Linked DNA regions of Callithrix jacchus: region 2 is linked to region 1. Evidence: chromatin contacts called from public Hi-C data. All regions are on one chromosome and are shown on one strand. Each heading gives the region's core, a stretch centred on a gene start, on an enhancer-like site or on the middle of the called end of the contact. The rest is flanking DNA. Distances are from core to core; before and after follow the strand shown.

The links. A called contact is a pair of places that touch in the nucleus more often than the background predicts.
Region 2: a Hi-C map of induced pluripotent stem cells shows a contact between it and region 1, with 7 times the contacts expected there. The contact joins the promoter of MEIS1 here to the enhancer-like site in region 1. A contact is called at or near these places in 3 of 3 Hi-C or Micro-C datasets (induced pluripotent stem cells and skeletal muscle).

The regions. Positions count from the first base shown.
Region 1 is chr14:47,319,415-47,325,488 of calJac240_pri, forward strand. No RefSeq gene overlaps it. Among named protein-coding and RNA genes, the nearest start is that of MEIS1, 150 kb to the right of the region's middle. Within about 2 kb of position 2,662, at least 4 of the 16 cell types and tissues checked have an H3K27ac peak or open chromatin away from gene starts, as enhancers often do.
Region 2 is chr14:47,467,062-47,472,909 of calJac240_pri, forward strand. It overlaps MEIS1 (Meis homeobox 1), which reads right to left and starts at 1,943. Exons shown (of 13, transcript XM_003734725.6): 1 at 1,212-1,943. The coding sequence starts at 1,223.

The DNA.
Region 1 (6,074 bases), core at 1,412-3,911:
TGCAACCAACTAAGAAAAAGACTTGTGTTGATTGGTTAAATCAAGGAGTTTCAACTGTATGTTTTGAAAATCAGTGTATTATGCTAAAAAATTCTATCTTAACTGACAAAGCCCAAAGTTTTATTTTCTCTTTAATATTTTATGTTAACGACAAGATACCATTTATATTAAATATATGCATGGCTGCGTATTCATTACAGTTTGAGCATTTTCAAAGAATGAAAGTGTCAGAATATTTAAATGATACAAAACATATATTATTTCAAAGTGCCTTGACAGAATTTCTGGAAAATAATACATTTTAGGATAATCTACCTTTCAGAGAAAAAAGTAATGGTTCAACACAGTTAAAACTTTTTTAGCTTTACTATTAAAGTTATTTTTCCTAGGGGGAATATTTTAGCCCTTTGTTTTATTATAATTCAATTTAAGGTTTTATGTCAAAATATCAAATTATCAGAGCACACTATTTACGTACTCATTTTCTCAACTATAATGAAAGCTTTTCATTTAGATATTTTTATGTAAAACATTAATTTATATGGTTAATTTAGAAATATCTAGAACTTTAAAAGTAAAACACCTGGACTTTCTTTCTTTCTCTCTCTCTTTCCACCCCCCCTTTCTCTCTCTCTCTCTCTCTCTCATCATCATCATCATCATCATTATCATCATCTTCTTATTAACATAGAGAGGACACATTTTCAGAAGACTGGAAACTTTTTTTCTGCTGATACAGACTTGCAATGTTTAAAACAAGCTTTTTGCTTAATTCTGCATTTGAAGGAATGATTCCCCCTAGTATACTAAAATGATGAGTTAGAATTGTTTCCATTTCTCCTCTTTCCACAAATTAAAACGATCACCAAATCTGGAATACATGTTTCCTTTCTAAAACCTTTAAGTTAAATCTGAGCTAAGTTAATGTCCACTCACTGCCCCCATCCCAGCCAAACAATCACGTTTTCACTGTGACAGTCCAATAATGCATTTAGTTTAAAATTACACTTGGACCTTTCCTCCTTTGTATTTTTTCATTTACTTCAATGCAACAAGATGACTTGATTTTCATGGGATTACATGAACTCCATTCAGTGTTACTGGGACACTTCTGCTCAACTAAATACTTGCCTTAATAGACAAATGAACTTCTTTTTATTTGCTGGAGTTTGTAGATGGTTTTAGATAAGAGTGTGCAACTGATTTAGTTATTGTTGTTGTGAGAATCGAACAGCCACAAAAGTCATTTATCTAAACTGAAGAGCTATGACTCTACAAGGGAGAAGCAAGGGCAGAATCACGGGGAATTATTTCAGTTTATAGCTATTATTAATTAAACTGGATGTGGTTTTATTCTGCTCTTTTAGTACCGACCTTGTTAAAAGCTCCCAGCTACCTACCTTTTTCCCCTCACCCCCATTTTTTTTTCATTTATTAGGATTCATGTGGATGGGGATTGCCTTTTCTATATTATATCACCAAGCAGTTACAGTGTAAAATCTCATGCGCCTTCAGACGATCGCACCCCTCCCAGAAAAAAAGAAAAGGAAAAAGAAATGCTTTCTTATTTCATTCAGTTTTAGCATCTTGTATCGTTGAAATGCAAGACAGGTACTTGATTTAGCATTTAAGCAAAAGGTTATACAAACCGCGTTTTAGAAAGTGTTGGGATGTCCGACAGGGTCAGCCCTAGATCAGATCATTTTTTGAATGCAGACCTAAAGATAATGAGTACTTGTTGTATTAAAGGGGACAAACAGTACTTTGGCTTCCTCTGACCCCAGAATGCACGGCTCGGTTTCATTGATCATCCTCCTTTATGAGATAATGCAATTACAAACATCAATAAGGGGCTGCAAGGGGAATCATTATGCGGTGACAGTGATAAATGACGGTGCAGAAATAGCATGCTTTTCCCCCCTAACAATCCAGGAGCCCAGGGGCTCCGGGGGCTGAACACAGTCGCCAAGGAAACAGATGACATCCCAAACGGCACCAAAAGAAAAAAAATGAACAGTCTTTCTTTGCCTTTCACTCTTTACCGTCTTCCAAAGAGTTAGTTTTGGCTCAAGCAGCAGCTGCTACACAGGCATTTCGTTATTTCATACATTAAAGACTGGAACGGGCAGTGGGAGTCTCCTCCCCTTTCATCCCCACCCCCATTAGATAACACACAAAGCTCGCCGTTCAGTTTAGGACTACCTGAAAATGCCCGTCTCAAAAATCAGATTGGGGTGGGGTGGAGGGGTGTCGGGAACCTGGATTTGCACAGTTCTTGCGTTGTGTTTCCCCTGCTTTTGTCCAGTGGAAACTGAGTCTCCAGAACAAGCTGGCGCCTCGCGGGTCCGCCAGTAAAAGGACGGGTGCGCGTGGCTTGCCTCCATCTCCTCGCCGTGCCAGACGCTGCTCTGTGCCAAGGCGGGGGCCGAGAAGCAGGCAACTGCTGAGGGTGTTTGCTGCTGTGCTGGGTTTCTTTGGGATGGAGTTTTCAATGCGCGCAGAGATCGCCCCTAAATCCAGAAATCTGGTTCTTTAAAGCCTCGGGGTGCCCTCAGCAAGTGGCTTCAAAAGGGCCTCACTGATTGTTCCCCACCCACCCATGCCTAGAAAGGTGGTTGAGGTAGGTGGGCGGAAAAGCGTCGGGCTACCAGACTTCTGTGCGGGCCCTGAGGCTGCGGGGGACTGCGAAGGGGCAGAACCTCTGGACGCTAGGTGGAGAAGAGGAACTTGCCACTTGCGGGGAGGAGAGGAGGAAGAAAGTACAGAGGTGCGAGGGAGGCCTAGGAAGAAAGGCAGAGGGAGGGGAAAAGGAAAGCGAGCAAAAGCTATCCCACCCTTCCAGGAGGTCGTCTTCCCGCGCGAAACAGATACAGGGTTTCTAACCCCTTCCTGGACCGCCTCGGCTTGGAGCTAGGGACCCCCGCTCGACGCTCCCTGCCACACACGGCCCCCACGGGAGGAGCGGGCCAAGCGGGTGAGCGAAGCAGGTGACTTTATTCACTGCTTCCCCAATCGGCGAGGTCCCGGGACTCGTTTTCCGCCTGGAGATTAAGATCATTGCTCGCGTAATGAACTTAATGCTTTAGGGTAGAGGTGAGTGTGTCTGCGAGTGGGCAGGGCTAGAAATTACCGACCCGATCGATGGGAGACTGGCTTAAAACTAAATCCCTTTTCTCTAGGGCTTCACCGCCCGGGTTTCCCCGCAGTGGGCTGAGCGCGCAGGGATGTCAGAAGGCAGCGAGCCGAGGGGCGACCAGTGGGGCGCCGGGCAAGTCAGAACCGAGGCCCCAAAAATGCTTCCCCCATCTCCCCACGGAGACCCCCAGGGTAGTATTTTCAGAGCAAAGGCTCTTTAAAGCTCCAACGTTGGCGAACTGATTGCTCAATACGCTGTTTGTTTTTCCTTTCAGCTTCGCCTAGGGAGAGAATGTTTCAGACGCCCTAGCGGGCAGAGTGGGAGGAAAAGGGAGCCCTCCCCTCCCAGCCATCAGCTGTCTCCCTCAGGTCCCTGACCCCTCGAATATCGCTCACTACTTCTTCCCCAAACCCTGGGATTCCCAGCCTCCTGTAGGCTCCGCACCTTGGCCACCCTAAGTGATACGCGCCGCTAACAGCCAATGGGCAAGGCATGGCATGTGAGAAGAGTGTGAGACAAGGAAAAGTGCCCAGCCAAGCAGGGCGCCCCACTGCCCTGTTCCACACCATTCTCCGTCGGCATCCAAGCGCCTACGCGGGAGTTTTGCGGCGTGAAGTGATGTTTTTACTACCTTTGCATGGGCCGAGGGCCTGCGGGGATCCGAAAGGCTGGGGAAGGGTTGCAGAGCGTTTAAAGTGACCCTGAGGAGCTCCTGCCTAAGGCGTCCTTAGGTGCTGTCCGCGGCTTCCCAGCCGCGGCTCCAGACTCCGGCACTCTCCGCCCAACGCCCTCCCAGTGGGCCGTGCGCGCTTTCCCTGTGCTCCCTAGTCCCCAGGCTCTCAGGGTCGCGCTCCCATGGCCACCAAGGGACTCTGGAGTCCGGGGCCCGGATGTGGCAGAGTTCTTTAGGAAGTCTCTGGGCTATAACAAAGCACTCCAAGAGGTTCCAAGGAGAGAGGGCCCGGAGCCCCACCCAGGAGATGCCTCTCCACAACCTCCTTCGCAGACCCCTGGTCGCCCCATCTCCAGAGACAAAGTCAACAGTCCTTTAGACTAGACTCTGAGATGGGATTGAAGAGAAGGCAGGAGGCTAAGGCAGTCGCCAGCGCAGCGCCCGCGGCCAGAGCTGTGGTCTGGGGGCAAAGACCTGTCCGCTCACACCCTGGGCCTAGGCCGGGACCCGGCATATCGCGGGGCCCAGGGGTAGCCTGTTCTGGCTACAGCTCCGCGCAGCGGCCCGCGGGATTTCCCCTCGGGGCATGGAGTCGGGCCCAACCCCAGGACAGGAGCCTCTCCCCTCCCGCTCCGCCTGCAGACTTCGGGGACACTACACACAGCAACTAACCCCGATCGCAAAGTCTAGCGCGAAGTCTGCACGCCGCGTGGGAGACGCGAGCGGGAGGGGGAGGGCTGGGCTTGAGTTTTTCGTTTTCGGAATCCCTGGACTTCACTACGAAGTTTGCGGGTAGGCGCCTCTGCCCCGGGCTCGGAGCCTCCCACCACAGCTCCTTTCCCTCCCCTTCTCCCCTCCCCAACGAGCCGAACCAGCCGCAGCCTCCGCCCGGACGCTGCCGCCCGCCCGCTCCCCTGGCCGGAACGCCGCGCCCTGGTTGCCCCGCCGCCTCCCCGGTCCTGCCCGCAGGCTCGACTGGGGGCGCTTTTCCTCGGGGCGAAACTCGCCCGCCTGGCTTGCTGCAAGGAGACACCCGCTGCCTCCCGAGGAACTCCTAATACCATCCATACAGCTTTAATGCGTTTATAATTCGATAAGTGATTTCAATTTGAAATTGTTAGTAACTAATTTTATGGGTAATTTTTCCACATCAAATATTTAAGCATCAGATTAAGGGAGCCAGTTCCGACACTGGATAATAAGGGGGTTTCCCCCACTCCCCGCGCCTCCGCCTCCCTCCGTTTCCTACCGAGTCGTTTTTCCAAATCCCCAAAAGATGGCAGTCGAAGCCGACTTTCCTCTTTTCCTGTGGCTCTGCGAAGGGAGGGGGAGAGAGGAGGATGGGGGAGGGCGAGAGTGGTCGGGGGAGAGAGAGAGAGAAGAAGAAAAGGGGAGGGAAAAGCTAGAGGATGCATGGACTTTTCAAACTAATTCTTTCACAAGTTTCTACTTCAAGCAAAAAGCAGTGGTGAATTTCCTGGAAAAGTCCTGGCAGAAACGAAGGCCAAAAAACGTGCCTTGTGGCCTCAGGGTGCGGGATGTGAGAAACAGCACACTTTTAGAACAGGAGAGGGAGACCCGGAGAGGAACCTACTGGCTTTGGGGTCTTTCTTTGTATTTTAACATTGTATATAAATACTACACAACTAGGCAACGTGTTTCCTCGAGGACGCGACTCCGCGAATTACATAATGAGGGGAAAGGGCTAGGAGTGGGGAAGGGGAAGGGGTGGGGGCAGACTGCAGTGGGCGGAGGGGAGACTGGGGCGAGCAGCGGATGAATTGCAGACCAGTTGCCAAAACTTTTTTTTTTTTTTTCCCCGCTGCTGCTGCTGCGGCTGCCTTTGCTGCTGCCTTTGCTTTGAATGTGGGTAACTAGGAAACAGCAAGCCGTCTGAGAAGACGGAATTTCCAACGTGTAAAATGTTCTTAACGGAACCATTGAGCGAGTGCAATAAGGCGTGAGGGGGAACTAATCTTCCCATTTAAATGTTTGTGGCAATTTTATCTAAATGAATTTTAATGCTAAACGAGGGTAATTCCCCATTTGTAGCGCGTTTACTTCTCTTTCCTGTGCTTCTAAAGCAGTCGAACATCGTGCAGTGAACAATAACAATAAAAATACTGTCAAGGCATATTATTCATTTTGAATGTGTTATAATTACAGCTGATTAAATATGATAGGGTACAATATTTTTTAATTTTTTGAAAAAAAATATTTAAATAATAAAAAGTTGTCTCATTCAGCCAGAGCCAGCCCCCACTC
Region 2 (5,848 bases), core at 693-3,192, 150 kb after region 1:
TTAGAATTGAGCAATCCCCCACCCAAAGTTAAAGAAAATCTGCAATTGAAGCAGCTAATATTCTATTTTCTTATTTACTCTTATGAACTTTCTTTCCAGACTAGAAGATAAGGAGGCAAATGTTACTCACCAGGTTTAAAGCAAATTCAAAAGCAAATGCACAGAAAACCTCCCATCTTCCTCTTGCAGAAAAAAAAAAAAAAAAAACACCCAAAACTACTTTCATATTGATTGTCATTATTTTGTGTGTGTGAAATTTAGCTATTTAGGTTTTTCTAATTGGTTCATTCCAAGCAAGTTATTTTCTCAAGATTTGGAGGTGCTGAGAGTGAAATGATTTTCAAAGAAAGGAGGAATTGCCACTTTCATCTCCTTAAAGCCAGAGGTGTGAAGAGTTTGGAAGAACGCTGACATTTGCCTGAACCAAAGGAGTAAAGAAAAATATGTCAGCCTAGTAACTTTCTTTGGCAAACAGGGCTTTGAGGGCCAGGACACAAATTATGCAGGAAGGCTTTTTGTAGACCCCCTTTCTTTTAAGAAACTACCTCAGTTGGGTTGTCATTGTCTCACTTTACTCTCACTGCATTTCCATTGAAAAAGAAATGTGGGGAAATTAGTATTGCATTTTTAAAGTGAGTAACTGTGTGCTTAGTATCCAATTAGTACATGGCTTATCTAAGAAAAACTTGCAAAATATTGCCTTGAATACAAATCTACACAAATTGAAATTATTATAAAAAGATGAATGTTTTCTGATCCAAAAATTGGCTATACTATGACAAAGTTATTTGCTTTAAAAAGCTAAATACTTCTAGTGATATTAAAGATGAGCATAATCAATAACATATCTATCAGAAGTTTCCAGCTGCATATTTTAGTTTAAACATAACTTTCAAACTTCTGATCTATGAATATTCAAATTATAGCATTAGGTATCTAGCTTTTTTTAAAGCAGATGATTGAGCTTGCATTTTTATTTATATAGCTGCTGGTTAGGAATCTACAGATAAATTGATTCCTTTAATTAACAACTCCAAGTAACATACACAAGTCTACAAATACATTGAATAAATCCTCTCGCTTTAGGCCACGGCTTTAGGAGCCTCAGTTTTAAAAAGAGAGAGAAAAAAGGAAACTTTTTAGTAGTGTCTTTCGGCCACGTTTCAATTTAATCTCACATTTGAGTTCCACAATTGTTTTTTAATACGTACCCTTTGCGCCATCGGCCTCTCTGGCTCCCTTCCTACTTCAACTTCTAATATATCCTCTTTAAGGCCAGTGTGAAAAGAAACAAATATGCAAACTCCCCCGGAAAAAAAAAAAAAGACGACGAAAAATCCCTTAACGTCTCCTGCAACGTGAGCTACTGGTCCCAGATCTTCGGTCTACGGGACCTGAAGCAAAGCGCCCGAGTCACTGAACATAAAAGCGCTCCGTTTCCAAGACAGCAGCGGGGGCAAAAAAAAAAAAAGCAGATCTTCTCTCCCCCAAAAATCAGTTTAAAAAAAAAAAAAAAAAAAAAAAAAGAGAGCGCCCCTCAGAACCAACTACCAAATCTCATGGCTTTCTGCCACTCCAGCTGTCAATCACAGGCGAGGTTGTCAACGTGGTGAATGAATGATCATCCGCTCTGTCTTCTTCTGGTCAGAACACCTCAAATGTTAATATTCAAATGCACAAAGCCCTAGCGCTCGCTTCTCTTGAATCAGTTCTAATTTCTAATCAGTTTCTCTCTTCTCTCTCTCTTTCTTTCTCTCCCTCTCTCTCCCTCTCTCTCCCTCTTTGCAAGTGCTGCACTGGAGGGAGATTAGAGAAGGAGGGTTAAAAAAAATGTCTGTCTGAGTTTGTCTTAAAGGAGCCACGATCGATGCTGCCCGCTTGCAGTCCCCGTGCGTGTGTAAAGTGTGTGTTGCACAGGCGGAGAGGTGGATTCCGACCAGAATGCTAGAACCCGGAAGTAGTGGTGGCCATAACAGGTCGCGTCTTACACAATGCATTGGGCTGCAGCAAGTAGGCTCCTCGGCAGGGGTGGGTGCGCGAAGCGAGCTCCGGCCCCACTCGAAAGGCAGAGAGGCGCTCGATTAAATCGCAAGCCCGGACACAAACACCATACACCCAGGGCACACGCACACAAACGCAGGCAGTAGCCCACGGCCGCCGGCTTTATTTTCAGTATTCTTTTCTCTCCCTCCCCCTGCAGACTTTCTCCCCAAAGCCCGCTTTCTTGAAATAAATTGGGAATCAACGCCCGGCAGGCAGAAGCGGGAGTTATTTTGCACAGGGCTCCGCGCCTAGACCTCATGACTTTCCTAGAAATTATTGGGGTCTGCCAGTGTTTTTCGGGGTAGGGGGTGATGCGCAAAGTACTGAATTCTCAGAACTAAACACGGCCAGGAGAAAAGTCAAACCGAGAGCGTGGAGGAGGAGGAGACGGAGGAGGAGGAGAAGCCGGGCTGGGAAAGCCTCTGCTCAGGAGTCCTGAGAACGTGGGGTGGAGGTGGCTCCGTCTTTCTGCAGACCCAGCTTAGAGGTTTCTTTGCTGTTCGAGGAGGACGCTGGGCCGGGGGAAAAGGAAATACTCTCATTTTGTCACTTCGGGTCTAGACTCCCCCACCTTCTAACCCCGGCTGCTCCCAACCCCAACCCAGGCGTCCTGCGCGAAGTAGAGAGGAAGGAGGGAACAATGAGCTGAGCGCCGGGATTGTGCCCCCCGTGCCTATTTACAAACACCAAGCTATTTATGATATCCGGAAAGCGAAACCCGGCGCGGGCTCTCAGCACCCCAGTCCTCGCGGGCGGAGCCCCGGCCGGGGAGCAGCGGGGAGGGAGGCGCTTTCTCCGACCCGCTGGAGAAGAGGCGGCGGTGCGCCCAGGGCGCGGCGCGACGCTGCTGGAGTGCTAGTCTCGGGCTGCAGCCACTGCTGCCTTTGTCTTAGAAGCGCCGAGAGGCTCCAGCCTCTGTCTCTCTCGGGCCTGGAGAAGCCCCGCGCCCCCCTCTCCAAGCTATTTCTCCAGCGACGCCCTGCTCTCACCACCCTAGACATCCTTTCCCGCACTCGGCCTCCCCGTCCCTAACCTGACTCGGCGAAACCTCCCAGTGCCAGAGAAAGAGAAATCCTCCTCGGAAGCTGACATTTCAGACAAAAGCTGCCGGTATCTATAACTCGAAGGCTCCAATCAGCCACTGTATATTTATTTATTTATTTTTTTTAACTTTAACACCTATTCACTGGGCTTTAATTTTTCCCCTTTATTCTCCCACTCTAAGCTTGTCCCTTGTGATTATATCTAGTGGCGTTATTTTCGTATTTATATTTCGGTCCACTGGACTCAGATCTGCCGAGATGGCTCAGCCGCAGCAGCTCCTAACAGCGGCTGGAAACCTCACATCCCCAAGCAGGGCTCGTAGCTTGCTAGTCTCGGAGAGGATTTTTCCCCCTCCCTCCCGCTTGAAGCCTCGCAGAAAACTCCCCCTGCGGTCGACTGGAAAATGAGCTCACCCAAATCTCGGTAGGCAGCCGCGGAGGAGCGCTCGGCCAATCAGGAGGCGCCCCCGCCCAGGCAGCCGCGCATTGGCTGCGGGGAAAATCAATTATCAAATAATCGATCAGCAGGGAGCTTCGATCTGCGGGGAGTGCAAACTGCCAGTCCCTATTCCCGCCCTGAAGGTGGCCAAAAGGCTGACTCCCTCGAAGCAGCCCGCCCGTGCCCCCACGGCCCCCACCCCCGTCCCACTCGCCAGTTGCGGACTGAACCCTCACCCTCGAGTGAGTGTAGGCAGGGGAGAAGAGTTTTGAGAAAGACTGGGGGGATCCTTTCATCAGGAGATTGTTTGGGAAAGGTTAGAAGCTCCAAAATGTATTGAAGCCAACTCTTAAGCGCAAAGTAAAAAAGAATTTGCGTACGTCCGCGAGGTAGGACTGGAGTTTCTATAGAGTGGGCTTCCGAGTAGCAGAGGACACAGGGCGAGCATCATCAGAACAGAGGTCTGGAATGAGGTTCCACCGAGCGTCTGTAGTCTCCCTAGGCGACAACTATCGCTTCCTTTAGCACTCTGCAAGAGTCAACGCGGGTTGATAGCCCCCAACCGTGGAGTGTTTCCACAAAGCCAGCAGATGAGCCTTCCCAGCCTCCTACATTGCACCCTTCCCCGCCCCCAACTCCGTACTGGCACCCGGTGTGCCTGAAGGACTGATACCCGTTCTCCCAAAACCTTCAGAAGCGCTTTGCCTCGAAGGAGCTCCGTGTTTATTTATTTTTTTAAACCATCTCCAGGATCCCTTATCATTTCCTTCCTCTCTCTTTTTTCTTTCTCTCTGTTTCTCCCTCTCTTTTTTCTGACACTCAGGTTTCAGGATCTTTTAGTTTTTTCCATCACGTACACGTGTAGTGTTTTCTTGCACAAACGCCCTGAAACATCACTTGGGAGGTTAAGGCAGGCCCGCGAGTAAAAGCTGGGGACGGAGAGGGGTGGGCAGCCAGGTGCATTACCAGCGCCTTTATGCCCATGCCTGCACTCCCCCCTCCGGCCCCACAACCGGATCTTGGAAGCAGAATATCAGGCCAAGACGGAACCTCCCCGTCTCTGGAAGGCGATTTCTGTTAATTTTTTGGAGACTGCTCTGGTTGGGCCAAGGCAACAAACACACTCCTTTTCCGATTAGGGAGTGGACTAAGCTGGGCCGGCAGCCTGCGACCTTTTCCCCGAACCGCAGCCGACTTCGGCGGTTACCTGAGCGCCTTCCGACGGCTGCCCGCGGGGGTGTGATCATCGTCCCAGCAGCAGGCCCGCCAGGCAACTGCGCGACTCGGGGGTAGGAGGGAGACGCGGGGGTAGGGTGGGAGTCAAACCCAACACCGACGGGGCACACCTATGTTTACGATCCTTAAATGAACTGCTAGGGAAATTGTGTAAGTATAATTTAACTGAGAGAAATTTACTGCGAAATACACTTACATGACTGTGGTCTTTAACAGCCTTAGGGGTTCTTTGGCAAAGAGGTAACGGGGCTTAGAGTTAACACAATCCTGCGGCCACATTTTCAAATTTGGAAATGGTATATATACTTGACCACAGAATTTATTTTGTATTGTTGCTTTCCGGTTATCTTTTTCTTTTGTTTTCTAGCACAGATGAAAAAAGAAGGTTCAGGTAAGTCACTCTTTGCAAACATAACCAAAATCTTCAAAGTAGGAGGAAGACTAGACTATTGATTGCATGCTTTAACCACGATGTGCCAGATTACCATAAAAATGTACTGTAAATTACCTACACACACATTTTTCCTTAAAGAATGAGATAGTTTGAGTTTGCAGACTTAAAATCAACTCAGTAGTTTTTGAAAAGCATCCCCCTGCCCCCTCCACACACTCTTTGCATTTTTAACTGTGAACCTAATGTAACTTCTAGGCCTTTATACGATTAATTCTGAACAATCAAGGGACTAAAACACTTTTACAATGTAATTACAGCAGTACAAATTGTTTGCCCAAACCTCATTCTGGATAAGGATTTTACAATTAGCAAACAATTATTACAGTTGGGGCTTGCTGAGAGAAATTGCACAGAGGACGTCTAGAGTTGCAATATAGTAGCCATAAAAAAAAAAAAAAAAAACTCCTTTAGCAGGGCAGCAATTAATCATTTATTAAAAGGAAAAAAATGAAGGGACAGTTCTAGGTATCTTGGTAAACTACTGTTGATGTTTATGCCTATTTTGTGACAGCACTTATTCCTCTGGAAAGACCTATCTGTATCCTAAATTAGGCTTTATTTCAGATACTTGCTTTTTTTTTAAGGCAATAGCACTTTTGTTTTGCAAAAACTTGGCCTGGTGAAAAATTCTGG